Regions from separate parts of the Mus musculus genome. Here region 2 is linked to region 1. A link is a contact called in public Hi-C data. All regions are on one chromosome and are shown on one strand. Each heading gives the region's core, a stretch centred on a gene start, on an enhancer-like site or on the middle of the called end of the contact. The rest is flanking DNA. Distances are from core to core; before and after follow the strand shown. Region 1 has its middle 42 kb from the start of Ugt2a3. Region 2 holds the start of Sult1b1 (sulfotransferase family 1B, member 1).

Evidence for each region. A called contact is a pair of places that touch in the nucleus more often than the background predicts.
Region 2: a Hi-C map of liver shows a contact between it and region 1, with 2.7 times the contacts expected there. The contact joins the promoter of Sult1b1 here to the enhancer-like site in region 1. A contact is called at or near these places in 1 of 39 promoter capture datasets (liver), 1 of 484 Hi-C or Micro-C datasets (liver), 1 of 115 datasets of contacts at active chromatin or transcription factors (liver) and 2 of 9 other capture datasets (adipose tissue and pancreatic islet).

The regions. Positions count from the first base shown.
Region 1 is chr5:87,376,525-87,381,557 of GRCm38.p6, forward strand. It overlaps the pseudogene Gm21049. Among named protein-coding and RNA genes, the nearest start is that of Ugt2a3, 42 kb to the left of the region's middle. Within about 2 kb of position 3,492, at least 11 of the 459 cell types and tissues checked have an H3K27ac peak or open chromatin away from gene starts, as enhancers often do. A contact at or near this core is called in liver, where this site is marked.
Region 2 is chr5:87,533,617-87,538,320 of GRCm38.p6, forward strand. It overlaps Sult1b1 (sulfotransferase family 1B, member 1), which reads right to left and starts at 1,544. Exons shown (of 7, transcript NM_001382837.1): 1 at 1,321-1,544; 2 at 285-413. The coding sequence starts at 1,468.

The sequences.
Region 1 (5,033 bases), core at 2,242-4,741:
TTTTCCTCTGGTAAAATAAAAGCTCAGGAGTGCAAATGCAGTTTGTGAAATACTTGCAAAATTGTAACATCGTTACATTTTTATCTTACAGAAAGTATAAAGTTTCTTTGCTGTTTTATTTCCTTTCTATGATGGCTGATTTAACATTACTATCTAGTATTTGATGAAATCATATCTGAGTTGTAGTATGTACATATGTGGTAGTTAACACAAATTTCCTTTAATTAATTAAATGTTTTAGTCTTTATAAAGTAATCATAACTGCATGATATACATATACTAGGAATACTTTTCTAATATAGTGTATAATTAAGAGTATTTTCAAAGATGATGTACACAATTCATTCTTTGAAACAGAAACTATGTCAATGTTTTTTTCTGTGAATATAAAAGTAATAACCTCATATATGGTAATCACAGCTTTTGAATTACTGAAAGTTTCTGATGTGCTGAATTGAACTGACCTTATTTCTCTTTGTGTGTATTTATATATGTGTGCATGTGTATGACTCTGCACCTGTGTGTATCAGTGTGTGTGTGTGTGTGTGTGTGTGTGTGTGTGTGTGTGTTGGAGATTAGTAATGCCTATGAGGTTTCCTGCCTTTGTTTTAGCACATGGGTGCCAAAGGTGAAAATCAGATGTCTTATCTATCAATCTTTAACATAATTTTTGAGACTGTCTGCCATTGAATATGACCCTCCCATTTTTATCTGGTCTCTATGCAGCAAGCTTCAGTATTAACCAGTTTCTGCATCCTTAGTACTAAGGTCATCATGCTGTGCCAGGACACCCAACTTTTTCTATGGATACTGGGACTCAAACTCATGTCCTCATTGTTTAGTAAGAACTTTAACCAATGGTTAATCACTATAGTCCTCTGTATGACTTAATTTAACTCACTGATTTCCCAATTCTATCATGTCCTTTCCTGAGTTTATTGACTTCCTACTTAGCAGGACTCTTAATTCCACATCCCATACATCTGTATTAAGGGGAGTAAAAGGTGATGACAGATATAGAATCACTTTCACAATAAATAAAATGAAATGAAAAGGAGATAAAAAAGAATATATTTACCTTAGACAAGGGTTTAGCAGGTTTGCAATGGAGTCCTCCACCATAATCAACATTTGGTAAGGTTGGGTGAGGAAACTCCAAATCCCAGTAGGATCTAATGAGCCACATTCCTGCTTTGCCCATTGTCTCAGTTAAGGTGGTTTGTCTTCAAAGACAGAGAAAATGAGCAAATGAGACAGAGAAAAGTTGAAAAGCCTGTCTTTTGTGTATGAATTATAGTTTCTTAAAAGTGTTGGGAAAATTGTGTTTGACATAGAAAATCTGCTTCTTATATGTAATACAATTTGCATCTGTAATTGACTTGTGGCTCATACAATTTATATAAATGTAAGTTTGGGTTGGTTTTTAAAGGACTTACCATATGTTTCCTCATTAATTTAATGATTTCCTCATAGTTAATGAAAAAGCCACTGTATGAATAAGTATGCATTTTACTTCTCTCTAAATCTTCGAATGACACTCTGCAAACATAAACATACATTCCAGGTACAAATGTCACAACATATTTTGTACCTTGCCCAGGATTCCGAGGGTCATGGTAGTTTGTAGCTAATCTTTTTTTCTTCTTTTGCCTAGGGAAATAAGAAGTTTATGAATGGCTGGATTTCTGCTTAGTGCTTCAAACCTTATTTCTTACTAACACATTTAATATACTTATTCTGTAAAATAATCACAATATTTTCAAAAATTATGAGACTAGGAATTTTTTGCCCAGTCCTAAGTATGGTATATTTTTTAAGACAAAAAACATGATTTCAAAATATACAGACCGAGCGCATGAGTATCCATGCTTCTGTAGAGTTTAGACATTTGCAATAAATGTTATGAAATGGCACAATGTAGAAATATGGGGCTGGTAGAACCTTAGTTTTACTCTTAAGCTTGGGAAATAACACAGAATCTTTCAAGAGTAGCAGAAATCTATAAGAAATTAAAAGAAAACATTATATGATTTATCTTTTCATTTATGTGTGTGTGTATCTGCATGAGTGTATGCTAAATTTATCCCAGTGACTATGGATACAATAAAAGTGTCACAGGTCTGCTGAAAGTGAAGTTACAGGAAATTTTGAAACACTGGACACAAGTGGGTGTTAGGAATAGACAACAGGTACTAAAAATGTGGAAAGAACATTCTTAAACTTTTGGTCATATTCTCACAACCCACACCACTTAATTTTCAAAACTGATACTGGCCTAGGTAAAAGAAATTAATTTCTTCAATATTACACACACACACACACACACACACACACACACACACACACACACATCATTCTTGAATCTACACGGATCAAAATTTGAGTACCTGGCTAGGGTCTTGTTAAAATAGAGAAACCTTTTGTATTAAATGAGATAAAAAAATATTTAGGGACTAAATGCTTCTCTTTGTCACCATATAGCTAACTAGAATGTCTTATATCAGGACTACTACCGTCTTCTATTTGATCAATAATATGAGCTTTTACAGAGAGTTTGTTAGCTAATATAATTACATTTGACCACCTGTAAAAGACTCCACTTTGTACTTAACAGAAATGCATCTTAATATACATGTGAAACATGTTAAGCCTGTGAAGAGAAGCATAACTTACCTAAAGTTTCGCTGTAAAACTGACCCCATTTCTTCTCCCTAAATGTCTGGAAACAAAAGTCAAAATAAAGCATACATATCATATTTTTATCCCTCTCTTTGAATGTCATTTGGCCACCTCATCCTGACAAAATTACAGGTACATAAGAGGCAGGGAGAGGAAGTCCTCCACTGTATTTTTCAAGTTGTTAGCCAGGGAAAAGCCAAGACTATATAGAAAAGGAATTTGGTGCAGTTCAGCTATGAGCTCCCCACAGGGACCAACAGCATCTGACAAAGTAACATCAAACTTGGATTCTTGGAGTTTTGCCATGAGCTGTTTGTTTGAAACTGTGTTTTTACAAAGAATTAGAGATTAATCAGAATATTCATCAATTATATTTTGTAGTAAAGGGGAATATGATAAACATGTATCTCTTGGAAACTCATAAGTCCATATATCCACAACACTAGCAAAAATAATTTCCATGTCATCATTCCTGAAGGATGTAGAAAAAGTTTCAAACTTAAGGCCAGGCAATACTGTGGGATCAAGAAAAATGGAAATTGAAGGTCTCAGAATAGTGACTTCATGGCCCTTCTGTACAAGTTCATCCAGTATTATCTTTATATTCATCCAGTGACTGTAGTCCACCAGCCACAACAACACCCTCCCATACTTTGCAGATCTGAAGCAGCAACTTATCTGCAGCAGCAGCAGAACAGAAATCCACTTCCAAAGCATCCTGAAAATTAAAGTCCTTCTGTTCAGAGTGTAATCCCTTTTGTCACTGCTTGACCTTTTATCCAAGAAGCATTAGCCAAGAAGTTAAAATATAACTGGCACTGCTCAAAGCTGATAAGGAAATGAACATTACTGTGTTGATAGAAAAACATGAGTTTATCTGCCCCTCTAGATACCCCAGAGTCTGAAGGTCTCCCAGGAGATCTCCTGTACTCAGGGCAAAAGGTAAGGGACCCTCCCAAATAATTGTAGCAGCTGGGAACCCTGATGATCCCAGCAGACTCAGAACACATCCCCTCCACTCGAACTCCACCTGCCCCCTAGCCTGAGCATTCCACGATGACAGGTCATCAGCTTGTCTGCTACTGTGAAGACCCCACAGTCTGAAGGCCTCCAAAAAGATCTGCTGCACCCAGGACAACAAATCATCAGCTTGTGTGCTCCCAGAAGGCCCCACAGTCTGAAGACCTCCAAGGTTATCTGTTACAGTCAGAGCCACTGGTCTCCCACGAGATGGAAAGCAACCCATTGACAGATGAGTCAGACTCCATACTGAGAAACCTAGACCAGTTAGCACCAGAGATAAGCAGATGGTGACATGCAAGCACAAGACCATAAGCAATAAAGCCAATATACTTTGGCAGCATGAGAACCCAGTTCTGCCACCACAGTAAGCCCTGGATATCACAACACACCTGAAAACCAGGATGCTGACCTAAAATTCTATTTCATGAACATAATTGAGTCCTTCAAGGAGGATATAAACCTCCCCCCACCCAAAAAAAAAATACAGGAAAACACAGGTAAATAGGTAGAAGCCTTAAAAAGGAAACAAATAAATCCCACAATAATGGTGATACCTAAACCACACAAAGACACAACAAAGAGTGAAAACTCCCAACTAATTTACGTTTGTGAATATCAATGCAAAAATACTTAGGAAAATTCTAGCAAACTGAACCAAAGAATGTATCAAAACCATCATCCACCATGATCAAGTAGGCTTCATCTCAGACATGCAAGGTTGGTTCAATATATGAAAATATATTAATGTAACCCACTATATAAGTAAACTCAAAGAAAAAAATCACATGATCATCTCATTAGATGCTAAAAAAGGCTTTGACAAAATACAACTCCCCATCATGTTAAAGTATTGGAGAGATACTTAAGGTCCATTCCTAAATATAATAAAAGTAATATACAGCAAACAAACAGCCAATATCAAATTAAAAATGGAGAGATACTTAAGGCAATCTCACTATAATCATGAACAAGACAAGGCTCTCCCTAGCCCTAGCTCAGAGATCTAGGAGGTACAATTTGGAAAAAAAGAAGTTAAGGTATCATTATTTCTGGATGATATGATAGTATGCTTAAGTGACTCCAAAAATTCTTCCAGGAAAACTCTACATCTGAAAACTTAAACAAAGTGGCTGGATATAAAATTACAAATCAGTATCCTTTCATTTATACAAATGATAAATGGAGTGGAGAAAGAAAATAAATGACACACTTCACAATAGTCACAAATATAAAATATCTTGGGGTAATTCTAACCAAATAACTGAGAGATATGTATAGCCAGAAATTCAAGTCTCTCAAGAAAGAAATCAAAGACCTCAGAAAATGTAAGT
Region 2 (4,704 bases), core at 294-2,793, 160 kb after region 1:
ATGATTATATCTTGTTCAGTTTCATTCTTTGGTTCTATGAGAGCTATAGAATTGATATAAGTTAATTTACTTTCTAATGTTACAATATTTGTGTGCATTCATTGATGAGATGATGCACATTTTATTAATAATTCTATAACTACAGTGAGTAATTCTTTACAATTATGCAAACACCTATGCTCTGTTTCTTTTTTCTTTCTTTATTCTTCTAATTCTGAATTGAAATTACAAATAGGACAATGTTAGGTAAGCATACTCTTGCAAGAATTATAATCTGATCTTACCTGATATTCTTATTCCAGGAACACTCAGTTCCAACATTGGAACTTTGGAGGTGATAACATCTCTCTTACATTTTTCAACATTTCCATCATTTAGAACCATGTCTACAATCTCACTAAGCCAAGTAGTACCTGTAACAGAATCCATGATCAGATTCTTTGTCTTTTTTTTTTATTAGAAATTTTCTTTATTTACATTTCAAATGCTATCCTGAAAGTCCCCCATACTCTCCCCCCACCCTGCTCCCCTACCCACCCACTCCCACTTCTTGGCTCTGGCGTTCCCCTGAACTGAGGCATATAAAGTTTGTAATACCAAGGGGCCTCTCTTCCCAGTGATGGCTGACTAGGCCATCTTCTGCTACATATGCAGCTAGAGACATGAGCTCTGGGGGTACTGGTTAGTTCATATTGTTGTTCCACCTATAGGGTTGCAGACCCCTTCAGCTCCTTGGGTACTTTCTCTAGGTTCTCCTTAGGGGCCCTGTATTCCATCTTATAGATGAGTGTGAGCATCCACTTCTGTATTTGCCAGGCATTGGCATAGCCTCTCAGGAGACAGCTATACCAGAGTCCCTTCAGCAAAATCTTGCTGGCATATGCAATAGTGTCTGGGTTTGGTGGCTGATTATGGGATGGATCCCCAGGTGGGGTAGTCTCTGGATAGTCCATCCTTTCGTCTTAGCTCCAAACTTTGTCTCTTTGTCTTAATGGTTTGGTTATTATTTAATGATTTACACTTTGAGAAACTCACACATGTAAACATGAAACATTTTTGTTATTTTAAAAAAAAATACTTTTTGAGATGACAACACCATGACATCATTTGCCCCTCCCATCCCTCCCTCTAAATTCTAACATGTCCCTCCACAGTCCCCATACCAGCTCTGAAGATAGGATTCATCTCACTTCTGTGGCCACTCACACACATACACAAGTTCCCCACATATAAACAGCTATACATATACACATGAATAAAAGAAAAATGTAAGACAAAAAAGGCAGATTAAACCTGGATTTTTCAGGATGAAGGACTCACCTGATTTAGGGTAAGTGGTTATTACAATGTCACCTGGTGTGCTCTGGAACTCTTCAATCCTTTCCCAATTGAGTGCAAAAGCATAGATCATGGGGTAGCCATGGATCATCTTCAGATCTTTTCTCCAAACGTCTTCTGAGGCACTCATTTTTGCAGCAGGCTGAACAGAAGGAATAGAAGGAGTAAAAATCAGGTTCTGTGTGACAAGTGTTAAACTTAAGACTATATAATACAAAGTGAACTTTGGCTTTATCACAGTACACACGGAAACACGAAGGGTAACTTGTGGGTGTAACACTACAGACTGGCAAGGGCAAAAAATGCTTCTATGAAAACATAACAAAGGTTTTCAAAATAAGCTTTTAAGAGAAGGGGGATTATGCCTCAGTAAATTAAATCATTTTAGACAGATATATTCTAGAAAAAAAACCCTCCATTTACACTAAAATATTAGCACTTTAGCTGATATTTTAGTGTAAGTGGAGGTAACTTTAGAGTTAGTTTATTGTCATTCTGAGTTTTACACTGAAAACCCTGCATACATTTTGTCCTCTTCTAGGAATTGTTTCTTTGTCACTAGTCTTAAGGAAATGATGCAGGATGCTATAAATCTCTGTGCATGCCCACACATGCAACTGTAGGCTTCAGCTATATGAGCACCTTGGAATTAGAGGTATTTTGATTTCTTTTTAATTTGATTAAGTTACCCATAAAGTCTTAATTTTTAATTTAGCTTCTAGTACTGTTTTATATTTATAACATAAACTGACATATCAGAAGTAAGTTCTGGTCTGTGTACATATGCCTGTGCTATTGGTCTCTTCTGAGATCTTATTAGAAAATCACGGTATCCAGGTCCCAATTTAGGCTTAGGATCTACATTTTAATGAGATCCTGAAATTCTCTGTAATAAGCAATGCCTTAAAATTTAAGAAAGATGATTCTAAGTCACTTTAATTAATCTCTACCAATGTAGTTCATAGATATGTAATTGACGAAAGTGGATTCAGTGTCAAGAAAATATATTGCTTTTTTTTTTTTTACCCATTATCACCATTCCTTACCCAGTCTTTTTAAAAGTTGTTTTATTTACATTCCAAATGTTGTGCCCCCTTCCCAGTCCCTCTTCCAAGAGTTCTTCACCCCAATCACCTCTTTACCCAGTCTTAAGATGTGCCTTTCATTTTGTATTTGGAATGAGGAAGCAGCTCTATCCTGTCCAGAATCACAAAGGAGGAGTGGCCACCAGGAATGGACTTTGGCCTGCTCACTGACTCATGCTGCTTATGTACTGTGGGCTCAGCCCTGTGTTTTAAAAGAGCTGTAACTTAACCCATGCATATAAGAGTCTTTTTGTTTTGTGAGGGGATTTCTTTTAAGTCAAGGAATTATTTCTTCTCCACCTAGACCTCAAGCTCCTCACATAGGAAAACTCTAACAGCAGTAAATGAAGTGTGTACCGTGAGAACAATCCATGCACGCAGTTCTGAACAGAGCCACCGCACCAGGGAAGGCATGCACGAGCAGTTCTGCCACCTATCAGTTACCAGGCTGACTGAACAGACAGAATGGTTAATTCTGAGTTCAGTATTATAGGACAGATAGAGGACAGAGGACAGAAAAGCTATCAATGGTTGGTATTGTTGAGCCAGATATGCTGAAACATGGTGTTCCCTGTAAAATATGGAATAGACTAACAAAAAGCCTGTAAGTCACGCAGGAAAAGCTATGGAGATTCTTTTTTCACTTATACAAAATCTTCATTCAAGTAGAGACATAACCTAAGATTAAAGTACCTAAAATTCATTCTAGGAACATCCAACAGATTAAAATAGGATTAAGAATATGTACCTTAGGAGACAGTAACTGAGTCATCTGACGTTAAGACTGAGTGATTCTTCACATGAAAAGACCTGTCTCTTTAATCAGAACTGTTTGTGAGACACAGTACTGAAAAACATGAAAGAAAGAGAGAAAGAGAGAGAGAGAAAGAGAAAAGAAAGAGAGAGAGAGAGAAAGAAAGAAAGAAAGAAAGAAAGAAAGAAAGAAAGAAAGAAAGGAAGGAAGGAAGGAAGGAAGGAAGGAAGGAAAACATGAGTCTGTTTCTGCTATTGACTTTTTTTTTTCAGCCAAGTGTGTTTACAGTAAATAAATAACAAAATTTATTTCTGTCTGTTACACATGAACCTAGTTCTACAATCACAACTCTAGTCACCACAGTCGGTGTGCTCTTCACAGTGTGCACGAGTGTATTTAACAGTGGATGTATGATTGGGCAGAAAACATTGCAGAAGGGTTTGTTTGTTCCTGAATGGGCTTAAAGTTCACAAGAACCCTGCCACACCACCCCCAAATCCCAGCACGCTTCAAACGCATTCTATTGAATCCAAAGAGTTAAAAGCAGATACTGGAAGTTAGATATTCTCAGCATAGCAAGACATTAATGGAGAATTGCCTTATCTGGCATCACTGGGAGGGGAGTCCCTTGGTCCTATGGAGGCTTGATGACCGATACAGGAATGCTAGAGTAGTGAGGCAGAAGTGGGTGGATGGGTGAGCAGCCTCAAAGAGGCAGGGGTGAGGGAGGAGGGGATAATGGACTTGTGGAGGGGTCACTGGGAAGGGGTATAACATTTGAAATGTAAATAAATAAATTAATCAATTTTTTAAAAATTATGAAAAAGATACTCAAATTGCAAAAGCGCTCAATGTAACACTCTTGTAGGTCCACAGAGCTCTATGGATAAAAACTTGAAGGAAAACCATTTAAAAACAGATTTCCTCCTGTAGTGTTGCAGACCCCTTTAGCTCCTCAGATACTTTCTCTAGCTCCTTCATTAGGGACCCTGCAACCCTACAGGAGGAACAACAATATGAACTAAGCAGTACCCCCAAGAGCTGTGTCTCTAGTTGCATATGTAGCAGAGGATGGCCTAGTTGGCCACCAATGGAAGTAGAGGCCCTTTGTTTTGCGAAGATCATCTGCCCCAGTACAGGGGAATGCCAGAGCCAGGAATCAGGAGTGTGTGGGCTGGGGAGCAGGGCAGGGGGAGGATATAGGGGGCTTTGGGGATAGCATTTGAAATGTAAATGAAGAAAATATCTAATAAAAAATGCCTTAGAAGATAGATTTCAATTCACGTTGTGATCTTATTGCTCAGATTTTACCTTCAATCAGAACGAATGCTGCTGTGAAGAGCCTTCAGAGTTGGTGGTGACCTGAGATGGAGCACCTCATTCTGTGCTCCAGAAAGGAGAATAAAAAGTTCAATAAGGATCTAAGCAAAGCCTCTGACTTTACAAGCAGCAAAGATTTGAAGGGATTGAAGTCCATGCAAACAAACACTCAAAGGCCTGTTTTTTCAACAGTTGTAATAGGTCAGA